2 separate regions of the Ovis aries genome follow, and region 2 is linked to region 1. A link is a contact called in public Hi-C data. All regions are on one chromosome and are shown on one strand. Each heading gives the region's core, a stretch centred on a gene start, on an enhancer-like site or on the middle of the called end of the contact. The rest is flanking DNA. Distances are from core to core; before and after follow the strand shown. Region 1 has its middle 28 kb from the start of TRNAC-GCA. Region 2 overlaps LOC114114910 (a long non-coding RNA gene).

What was found. A called contact is a pair of places that touch in the nucleus more often than the background predicts.
Region 2: a Hi-C map of hypothalamus shows a contact between it and region 1, with 3 times the contacts expected there. The contact joins two enhancer-like sites. A contact is called at or near these places in 2 of 16 Hi-C or Micro-C datasets (hypothalamus and skin fibroblasts).

Annotation. Positions count from the first base shown.
Region 1 is chr5:85,356,585-85,361,754 of ARS-UI_Ramb_v3.0, forward strand. No RefSeq gene overlaps it. Among named protein-coding and RNA genes, the nearest start is that of TRNAC-GCA, 28 kb to the left of the region's middle. Within about 2 kb of position 3,042, at least 25 of the 54 cell types and tissues checked have an H3K27ac peak or open chromatin away from gene starts, as enhancers often do. A contact at or near this core is called in hypothalamus, where this site is marked.
Region 2 is chr5:85,584,969-85,590,138 of ARS-UI_Ramb_v3.0, forward strand. The region is part of intron 1 of LOC114114910 (a long non-coding RNA gene); the gene reads left to right. Among named protein-coding and RNA genes, the nearest start is that of TMEM161B, 120 kb to the left of the region's middle. Within about 2 kb of position 2,868, at least 11 of the 54 cell types and tissues checked have an H3K27ac peak or open chromatin away from gene starts, as enhancers often do. A contact at or near this core is called in hypothalamus, where this site is marked.

The DNA of each region.
Region 1 (5,170 bases), core at 1,792-4,291:
GCATATAAGTTAAATAAGCTGGGTGACAATATATAGTCTTGATGTACTCTTTCTCAATTTTTAACCAGTCCATTGCTCCTTGTCCAGTTCTAACCGTTGCTTCCTAACCTACATACAGGTTTCTCAGGGTTTGACCCCTGGGTTAGGAAGATCCCCTGGAGAAGGGAATGGCTATCCACTCCAGTATTCTTGCCCAGAAAATTCCATGGACAGAGAAGCCTGGCTGACTACAGTCCATGGGGTCACAAAGAGCTGGACATGACTGAGAGACTAACACTTTCACATAGATCAATGGAACAGGATATAAAGCCCAGAAGTAAACTCACACACTTATGGTCAATTAATCTATGACAAGGAAGGAAGAATGAACAATGGAGAAAGGACAGACTGCTAAATAAGTGGTGCTGGGAAAACTGGACAGCTACATATAAAAGAATGAAATTAGAACATACCATATACAAAAATAAACTCAAAATGGATCAAAGAGCTAAATGTACGAACGGATACTATAAACTCCTGGAGGAAAACATAGCAGAAATAAATCACAGCAATTTAAATTTAAACACAGAACAAAATAAATCACGTATTTTTGGGGGTTCATCTTCTAAAGTAAAGGAAATAAAAGAAAAAATAAACAAACAAGACCTAATTAAAATTAAAAGTTTTTGCACAGCAAAGGAAACCATCAACAAGACATAAAGACAACTTACCGAACGGGAGAAAGCATCTGTAAATAATATGGCCAATAAGAGATTAATATCCAACATATATAAACAGCTCATACAACTCAACATCAAGAAAATAAACAACCCAATTCAAAAAATGGGAAGAAGAAATGAATAGACATTTCTCCAAAGAGGAAATGCAGAAGTTTAATAGGCACATGAATACATGCTCAACGTCTGCTAATCATCAGGGAAATGCAAACCAAAACCACCATGAAATATCACCTCATGCCTGTCAAAATGCCTACCATCAAAAAGAACACAAGTAACAAATGTTGGCAAGAATATGGAGGAAAGGGAACCCTATGCAATGTTGATGGGAATATAAACTGGTAGAGTAACTGTGGAAAATAGAAATGGAAGTTTCTCGAAAAACTTAAAATAGAATTACTATATGACCAAGCAATTCCATTTCTGGGTATAGGTCTGAAAAAAAAACCCTAATTTGAAAAGATATATGCACCCCAGTGTTAATGTTGTAGTTGTTCAGTTGCCCAAGCGTGTCCAACTCTTTGTGACCCCTTGGACTGCAACACACCAGGCCTCCCTGTCCCTCACACCCACTTCTGAAAAGCCATGAGCATCTCTAAGACGGAAACCTTCCAGAATTCCTGTTCCTCTTCCTAACTTCTACCATACTTGAGAATCATGGTGAACATAATGTGCTTTCCGTGTACGAGGATGCTATATACTTGGCATGGAATAAGGACTCCATAAAAACGTGTTCAATGGATAGATGCTGACAGTGTTAGTTAGTGTTGCGTCTGACTCTTTGCAACCCCATGGACTGTAGCCCACCAGCCTCCTTTGCCCATGGAATTCTCCAGGCAAAAATACTGGAGTGGGTGCCATTTCCTTCTCCAGGGGCTCTCCCTGACCCAGGGATCCAACCCGGGTCTCCCACATTGCAGGCAGATTCCTTACCATCTGAGCCACCGGGAAGCCCAAATGCTGACAAAACACTATTTCAAATCTTGTGCTCTCTCCTCACCACCTCCAAGGTGTAAGATTTGAGGGGGAGCTGAGTCAAGTTTCTAGAAATTACTGTGTCAACATAGACATCTATGAAACAAAGTCACATCACTATTTCCCTGCTTTCTCTTTAGAGGATCTCAGAGCACTATACCAACCTCAATTTTCTTCAGTGACATTTTTCCCTTCAATGCACCCCACAGTACATTCCACATGTTCAGACCACATGCAAAGCGTGAATACCCTTTACTGGTGGCTGTAAAAGGCCGTTAAATCAGACTGGATATAAGTTCCAGTAACAACCTACTACTCCCGGGTCTTGTTTTTTCTTCGAGGATTTGGTTTTTCTTCTCCTGGGTCCTGTTCGTGCTCTAAGCGCTCACCTGTGCCGCAGGAAGCCCTGACTTTAAATGGCACCCCTGAAATGCAGGAGACCCAGCTTCGACCCTGGGGTTCAGTAAGATCCCCAGGGGAAGGGAATGGCACACCACTCCAGTATTCTTGCCTGAAGAATCCCCATGGACAGAGAAGCCTGGCGGGCTACAGTCCATGGGATCGCACACAATCGGACACGACTGAGCGACTAACACACACACACAGCGGGCAGTGCGCCCCACACCCGCTCCTCCACAGCCCGTCTTCTCACCCCCTCCCCCCCATGCTACTAAGTAGATCTAATGCTGTTTGATCTCATCTCCAATTCTTTGCGGTTTAGGGAGCTGTGCAGCCTTGTTTAGGGAGCTGTGCAGCCTTGATGTACAAGACAAATACACACTGTAGCTCTGGGCTTACAAAATCATCTATCATCACCCTGCCTTTGGACGTGACCAGTACATTGTGTGTTTCACAGAAATTAATCTGGTGTTTCGGAGGAGAAAGGCATTTCGGAATCAGTCTGCGTGCAGAAGCCTTCCTGCAGACCCTGCAGACGCAGTTTCAACGCCTTTCGCCCCTGCTCAGCAAGTCTCAAACTTGACCTTCGAGAGGATTTCAAGGGTAATGCCTTCCTCCCTTTCCCCGGTAAGGCCTCCTTCTGGGAAGCAGCTGCCTGGTACCAGGGCTCTGAGAACTGCACATCCAGGCGCTCGGACAAGGCGGGGGATCCAAAGGAGGCGCGGGTGGGAGTGGAGAGGGGACCGAATCGTGGGGGGCGGGGGAAAAGGGGGAGAGCTGGAGAGGATGGAGGGATGAGGAAGATTATCTGCATATGCACGAGGCGCCCGGCACTGCCCTCATCCCCCAGCAGCTGCCAGGGCGGGAGCGGAGGAGGGCGGGGGTGGACAGCGGAAGAATGAGGCGGGGGAGGGGCGGCTAGAGTAGCATCTGAAGCCGACGCCTGTTTGGAGAACGGAAGAGGCGATTTGCATGGCGCCCGGTGATTGGCTGAGGGCGGAGGCTGGGCCTGAGAGGCGACTCCTGAATGGCTCAACGGACAAATCGCAGGATTCGTTTGGCCGCGGAGAAGCCGTAGAGGACAAGGTCTGCGCAATATGAAGCCTGGCCGCGAGGGGGCGCGATGTCCCACCTTTGTTCTCGTGAAAGGCTCCTTTTCTTGCCGCTTCCCCCGCCCCCTGTCCGTGTCCCCACCCCCGCCACACACACAGACACGCAGAAAGTGCAGAGAAATCCTGTGATCCAGTCAACTGGCTCTGCCCCGTCTATTAAGAAAGATGAACACTCCTTTCTCTTCCATCTCCTTCATGGGAGACCACTTTTCATTTCAGATTATCACAGCAATAAATATTCTTCGAGGGATAAAAAAAAGGCACTTAGCCAAAAGATAAGAGAATATATATGAAGTGGGTGGGTTAAAGAGAAAGACAATGCGTGTAGGCAGGGAAACAGGCACACATATGTAAATATGCACATAATCACCCTAAGAACACAAAACATGAAGGGGGGTGCAGAGATATACAGGAGAGAATACACATCACTCACAAGATGCTCACAGGTTATACACACTCTCCCACACACCCACTAACCAACACACCACCACACACACACACACACACACACACACACACGGACCTCTGAAAAGGCATCCCAGTGAATTTACATGCAGTGGAAAGACTACCGATAAAATATGAGAAGAATTTAAATGGCTCACCCCCTCCCCCTCCTAAAAAAATACTCAAGCCGAACGGTTCTATTTGCATTATACTAATATACACAGGACGCTGGCAGGGGCAAAAAAAAAAAAAGGCTCCATTTGAGGCACACCGTAGAGAATGCGTGTATACACGCGTGCGCGCGCACGCACACGCCCGCGCAACTGTGGGCGGGACACACCCACAGCCTGTGTCCTCCGCCCACGGGCACAAGAAGACAGATGCCATCCACAGCGCTCAGTACAGTTTTCCAGAAAACGCTAAACGCGAGAAAAACGTGAAGAAACCACCCTGCTCAGCCACGGAAGCCCTATTAGTGAACCCACGTTTTCTAAATACACACACACACATACACACACACACACACACGCTTGTCAGAAGATTTGGGTTCAAAGAATAGTGGATGCACAATAGAGAACAGAGCTAGAGTATGTCATCAGGTTAAACAACACTTTGAAATTACTTCAGCCTCTGATGGCTTCCTGGGATGCTCCTGAAAAATCATATCCAAGAAAAACAAAACATTTTTATTTATTCTGCTTTTCCTTTTTTTCCCTTCCTATCCTTGTTTTTAAGACAGTATAGAAGAATCTCCCTTCCCCAAAGGAGGATCGCCCTCCCCTCACCCCCACCCCCATCCCCCCGTTTTTGTTTTGCGAGCTTTTGAGCTGTCCTGTTGATTTGCCAGGGAGGAAGGTGCTAGGGAGCGGTCTCCCAGGCAGACAGCACCACAAAAGGCATTATTACACATTCCAAATAACAAGGGCTGTCTATATATTTACAAATCTGTTCAAATATTTAACCTCTTAACTTGCTAAATATCCCCCTCTTCTCCCTTTTTCTCTCTTGTGCTCTCCTCTCTCCCCTTTTCCTCCCTCCATCCGTTCCTTTTCCTTTCTCTTTCTAAATAGGTTGGAGGCAAGAAGTGCCCTTCTGGGGTCCAAAATGCGGCCAGGGGTGCTGGGCTTAACCTGACCCTCTTTGAATGCCAATTTCATTTCCAGGAAATCGCTCCTTTGCCTGCCAAAAGACCGAGTTTGAACCACCAGAGCTACCTTTTTTTTCTAAAGGAGAAGCTTTCATGGTGCCTCTCAGGTTTTAAACTGCCTCCAAAGCCATCTCCTAAACAGGAGGGATTTTCCTGACCCTTTAGGAGTGCCAGTGCCTCCAATCCGGAATGTTTTCTCTACGCTGTACCTCCAACCCATCCAGGAACTAGTTAGTAGAGGGGAAACTTGCATAACCGAGAACCTTCTAAAGACAGCCAGGGAGTTTGGACAGTATTTGATGACCCAACCAAGGCCAGGGTTTGGGCACATGCCAATTGCAGGAACCAAATCGGAATGCCATCGTTGAGAATGTCTT
Region 2 (5,170 bases), core at 1,618-4,117, 230 kb after region 1:
TTCTCTGTAGTTATAACACAAAAGCGCTTTCTTCCCTGTTTTGATGTGTTAAAGACAGAAAGAGAGAGGACCCTTGGAAGTGGTAAAAATAAGTATTTGGAAGCACAGGGAAGGTGTTTCCCCTTTGAATGTCCAGCATGTGTCAATAACTTAGATACTGACAGTTTAATATTAATTAACTTTAAAAATGAAAAGGGGGTGGGTGAAAAGTTAAATTTAAGCAAGTTATGTTGTCTCTGTTGAACTTTCAGCTCTGGGTTGCCTTCAGTTTTGTGTAATGAGATGTGCCCCTGAAGCCAGTCATTCTGCTGTCTCTGAAATAAGGGTGACCAGGATCCTAAGTCCCTCTGAAAAGGGTGTGAGTAGATCAATAACGAATTATTGTCTAATTCTGGCATTTGGCCGAAGAAACCACAAACTTTTACTTGTTTAGTGTCAGTAATCTGAACTCATTTTTCTAGTCAATAGTATTTGCAGATTGGTTTACTGGGCAAAACACATAAGGGTCTGAAACAAAAATCTGAATCCTAAACGCTCTCCTATTCTGATAGCTAAATTCTCTAAGTCGAATCCCAGAGTCTTTTACCATTGTATGCTGTATTCTTGCTTTTAAAAAACAAACAAGATTTAAACATATAAGCTAGATGATTTCAAAACTGGAACACATTACACCATCATTTATTTCTATTTAATTAATGTTTTAATATATAGTTGTAAATCTAACTATACCTAAGGCAAAAAAAGTATTTACTTAAATCAGTTTCTATTCCAATCAGAATGAACTCCCCAATCATTTTTGAAGTAATATTTTAAAATCATTGTGGTTAGTAACACTTGTAAATCATTGTAGTGAGAGGAAGAAGATGATGAAGGGTGATCAATGTCCTTGATTTTCTGTACAGCTATACCATCAAGCTTTATAAAGTTACCTAAGGGTGTATTAAAACATACTGCTTCTATGTATTTACATGCTTATAAACTTACCCTAAGAATATATTAAGAAATGCAGTCCATTTGATTTTTTTTTTTTCCATTCCTTGCCAAAAATCAAACCTGCTCTGTTTGGAAAAAAGCAGACACTTCTGTGATATCATGGAGTTTTTTGCATTTCAGTAAAGAAGTCAAGGACATGGGAATCAGAAATTCCCAAATTTTTAGGTCTCAAGGTATTACTGTAAAGGTTTTATCCCTTCCTCTGTGAAGACTGATGCAGATGGATTTCTCATTGCCTTTGGTCTCTGTCCTCTTTCTTTCGTGTTTCCTTTATTTGTATAAATTAGCGTTGTCCTTTCTTACTAGAATGTTTGATTTGGGCATATTCTCTCACATACATTCTCAGTCTCACTCCCCCCAGCTTGTCTGGGGAGTGGTTTTCCTTACTTAAAAAGCTTTGTAATTCAGACTCAGAGTGCCAGGGCCTTTTTTTTTTTTTTTTTATTCATCTGGACATGCTCAAAGGTCACACTCAAGATCATAAGCTATGTTTATATCCTTCTTATGGGCAAATGATGAAAATAATATCCACACGCATCTGATACTAGGGGTATGGCCTGGACACACACCTTGCCGTCTTCCCCTTGGCCTCTCCTGCCCTGAAGAATGAATACCTCCCTCTCCAAAGTTGATGCTTCGAAGTGACCAGTCAGATGTTGGCAGGTCAGCTGGCCGTCCTCTTGGACAGAGGGTTCATAAATCAGAGAAATGTTGGTGTGGTTGAAAGAAGAAGGTAGTCCAGCCTGAGGGAAACCACGTAAATCTCTCCCGGAGCATTGTTCCCGGTAGGGAGTTGGGGGTGAGAGTTGGGGTAGCTCCTGGGGTCTCGGCTGTTATTAATGCCCCAGCCTCCTGCAGTGGGTGCTAACTTGTTGTGCATGAGAGCTGCCACCACCCTTCCCAAACGTCGGGCGATTGGAAAAGTCAAGCACTGCTGAGCCCTGATTTTCATTTAATAGTCAAAACCAAGATGCATTGGGCTATGAAGATAGGACAGCTCCCTTGAAAAGATTATTTGAACTACAAAGGCATTCATTTAGGGCTAGCCATGTTGCAAAAGGGCCTGCTAGAAATTAGCAGCCTGTCCTGGTATTTGGAGAGCAAGAGTGACAACTTATTGGAAGTTCTCAAGGAATCATTTATATTTCACACTCCACTAGGCAGCTGATTTGAGATTGTCTGTTAGCATAACAAAGGCTCTGAGCCTGTGAACTTCAGAAACCTTTCGACCTCTTAGCTGCTGGCATGAATAGCCCCCAGTCCTGCCTATAGAGATCTCCCAAAGCTCCCCTGTTCGTGGCTAAATTGTTAATCAGGGTAATTTAATATAGTTTTCAATATGCCTCATCTCTTATTGGGAAAGGTATTCACAGCTCCCCTACCCCTGGAAAAAAAAAAAGTTCTTTTATTCAAGTGTGAGAGGGGCAGCTGCAGACAGACCAGCATCCCTGGCTGCTCCCCCCAAACCCCCTCTGTAGCAGCAGTAATGTTCTGAGCAGCAACCATAGTGAAGGGCCAGAAAAAGAAACTTCGACAAGCACCCCTCTGCACACACTCTAACCTGAAACTGAAATTCCAGTCTGTTTATGCCAGGAACCGACAAAACAAAACCCCAAAGCTCAGCCATAACTGAAACCTCAGCTCACACACACACACACACACACACACACACACACACGCCACACCCCCTTCTCCACCCTCTCTTTACCCCCACCCCTCTCCTTCCTCCTCATCTCCCAACCAAGCTTCTCTTCTGGCTCCCGTCAAGACAAAACGCACCGGAGCCCAGGGCCTGCTAATTTTCATTTCTCTCCCTCTTTGGAGGCAGCCCACACCGTCCTGCACGCTCCTTCACAGTCACCCTCCGCCCGGAGCCCGCAGCCTCTCCCTGTGTCACACACACTTGCTCTCACCCGCTCCCTCGCACACTATCAATTCACATGCACATTAGTTAGCTGAAAAGAGCCAGAGCACAAATATATTCATTTTAATCCAGTTAAGACCTAAGAGGTCTCAGAGGATATTCTTCCATAGTTTGAAAACCAAGTCTGAAACTCAGATTTGGCTACACTGTTTCATCTCAAAGAGCCTATGGTGTGCCTTTCTTTCACTTTCTGCCAGTACATATTGTAAAAAATAAATAAATAAAGTGAATGAAAAACAGTCACAAGCAAACCACCCAGCTTCAGGCAGACACTGCTCACATATCATCACTATGTTGTCTTATTTTTAATGACTGTGTTTCTTGTACCCATGTGCAAAGTCAGAATTTCATACAAGAGAAGGAAAAAAAAAATGAAATCACTATTTTTTTAAATTAAAAATGTAAGGATACAATCTCTTCATCTCATTTTTCCACATCAAAATTTAAAGATATTTATAATCTTTAATCTTTCATTTCCCACATGAGAATTTGAAGACATCTCTGCAAAATGTATCTGGGTATTTCCCGATCCCTTTGGTGGTGATTTTCTGTGCAATTGCGCTCCGTCTTTGTGCGAGTTGAGGCCCTGTGTCTTGCTTCTTCCTGGAACAGCCATTTCTTGTGTGCCCTGCTTTGGTTGGTGGGCTTGCCTCAGCTCCTGAAGTTGGATAAAGCCAGGATCTAGTGCCTGAAGTATTTGCTTTGAATTTGCTCTAGTTAGAGTGGTCCCTGGTGGGGGTGGGGAGACTTTCTTCACTCACTTGGGATTGTAATCTGGCATCTCAGAATCACTAAGATGGGAGACAAATTTCTGTTTACAGGATCAGGAAAGGATTACTAACCTCCAAAACAGAAGTACAAATATAAGCCCACAATTAAAAAAACATAACAAAACAAACAGCTCAACCTCTTTCCCAAGATAATTTTTCGTGGAGTTGAAAGAATAAAAGGTTTTTAAAAAACATTTCTTAGTCAATTTTAACATCTAAACAATACCCAGAAGTGACACTTTAGAAAATAAAATAAGTATATCTGGCTATTATACAACAATCTTAAAATCTGCATTTTCCTTACCATAAAAAGGGATTCTCACAGCTTTAATTTCAGTGCTGCCAAAGTTTTTAAATTATAAGCATCTTTGTCAATGATCTGTGCATTTTCATTTTAATGTTGGGCTTTTTTATTTTATTTTGTAAATAGCGATTTTCATTTTCCTGATGTCTTAAACCAGAATATCTCTAAAAATATTAATTGATAGTTACTGCAAATCAGTGGATAAATATTTCTGGTTTCTCTTTTTTAAAAATCAAATATAATTCAGAAATAATTCCTATATAAATTAACAGAAATTTAACTTTCAAAAGATGTTTAGAGAGAAAAAAATATTATGGCTTTTAAACCCAAGAAAGAAAAAATATACAATTTGCATTTTTTCAGTGCTTTTGCTTAACATTTTTTTCATTAGCTTTTTATTCATTAGAATTTATGATCCATGTCCATCATTACACTTTCACATCTCTGATTTCTGTTAAATTTTCTAACAGAGGTTAATAAATATAAAGGGGTAAAAAGGCCTATTTGCTTTCATCTAAAGTGCTCAGTATTTCAAGATTATTTGTATTTGCATTAAAATTTTTTTCATGTTCTAATTTAAATTATTTAAATTGGCCTGAAATTAATTCTATTTGGAGTTAAAAAGTAATAGGAGGATTTTTTTTTAAAGGAATTAAATAACATGATTTTGCTTAATTATAACATTTTCTTAATGTTGGGCCATCTAACAACACCCTCTCTAGCATGGCACAGTTTGGGCTTCATATTTATGGAAGAAATAGGGTTGGGGGGAGAAGGATGTATATTTGGAATGGTGTTTGACAGGGGGAATGAACGCAGACACCAGAACAATTATATTACAATCCCATTGGGAATGCCAGCACCAAATTTAGCCAGACTGATGGGGTACTGTCTAGACGGTCCCTTTTGTGTATCAGCTGTTTTTCCCCTGCTTTATTGCACTGCCTGAATGTGTGAGTTGAACATGCATATGGATCCCAAACATAACCATTCCAGCAACCATACATTGCTGTTAAATTCTCTCATTTGGCTGAGAATCAAGGGTTGTGTATTCCTACTGTATTCCCTTTACAATATTTTGTAATTAAAATGCAGCTTCCAGAATTAGAGGTTTAACAAAGGTCATAAGACAAAGTAGAAAGTGCCTAGGCTGTTTTTTTTATATGAAAAAAAAAAAAT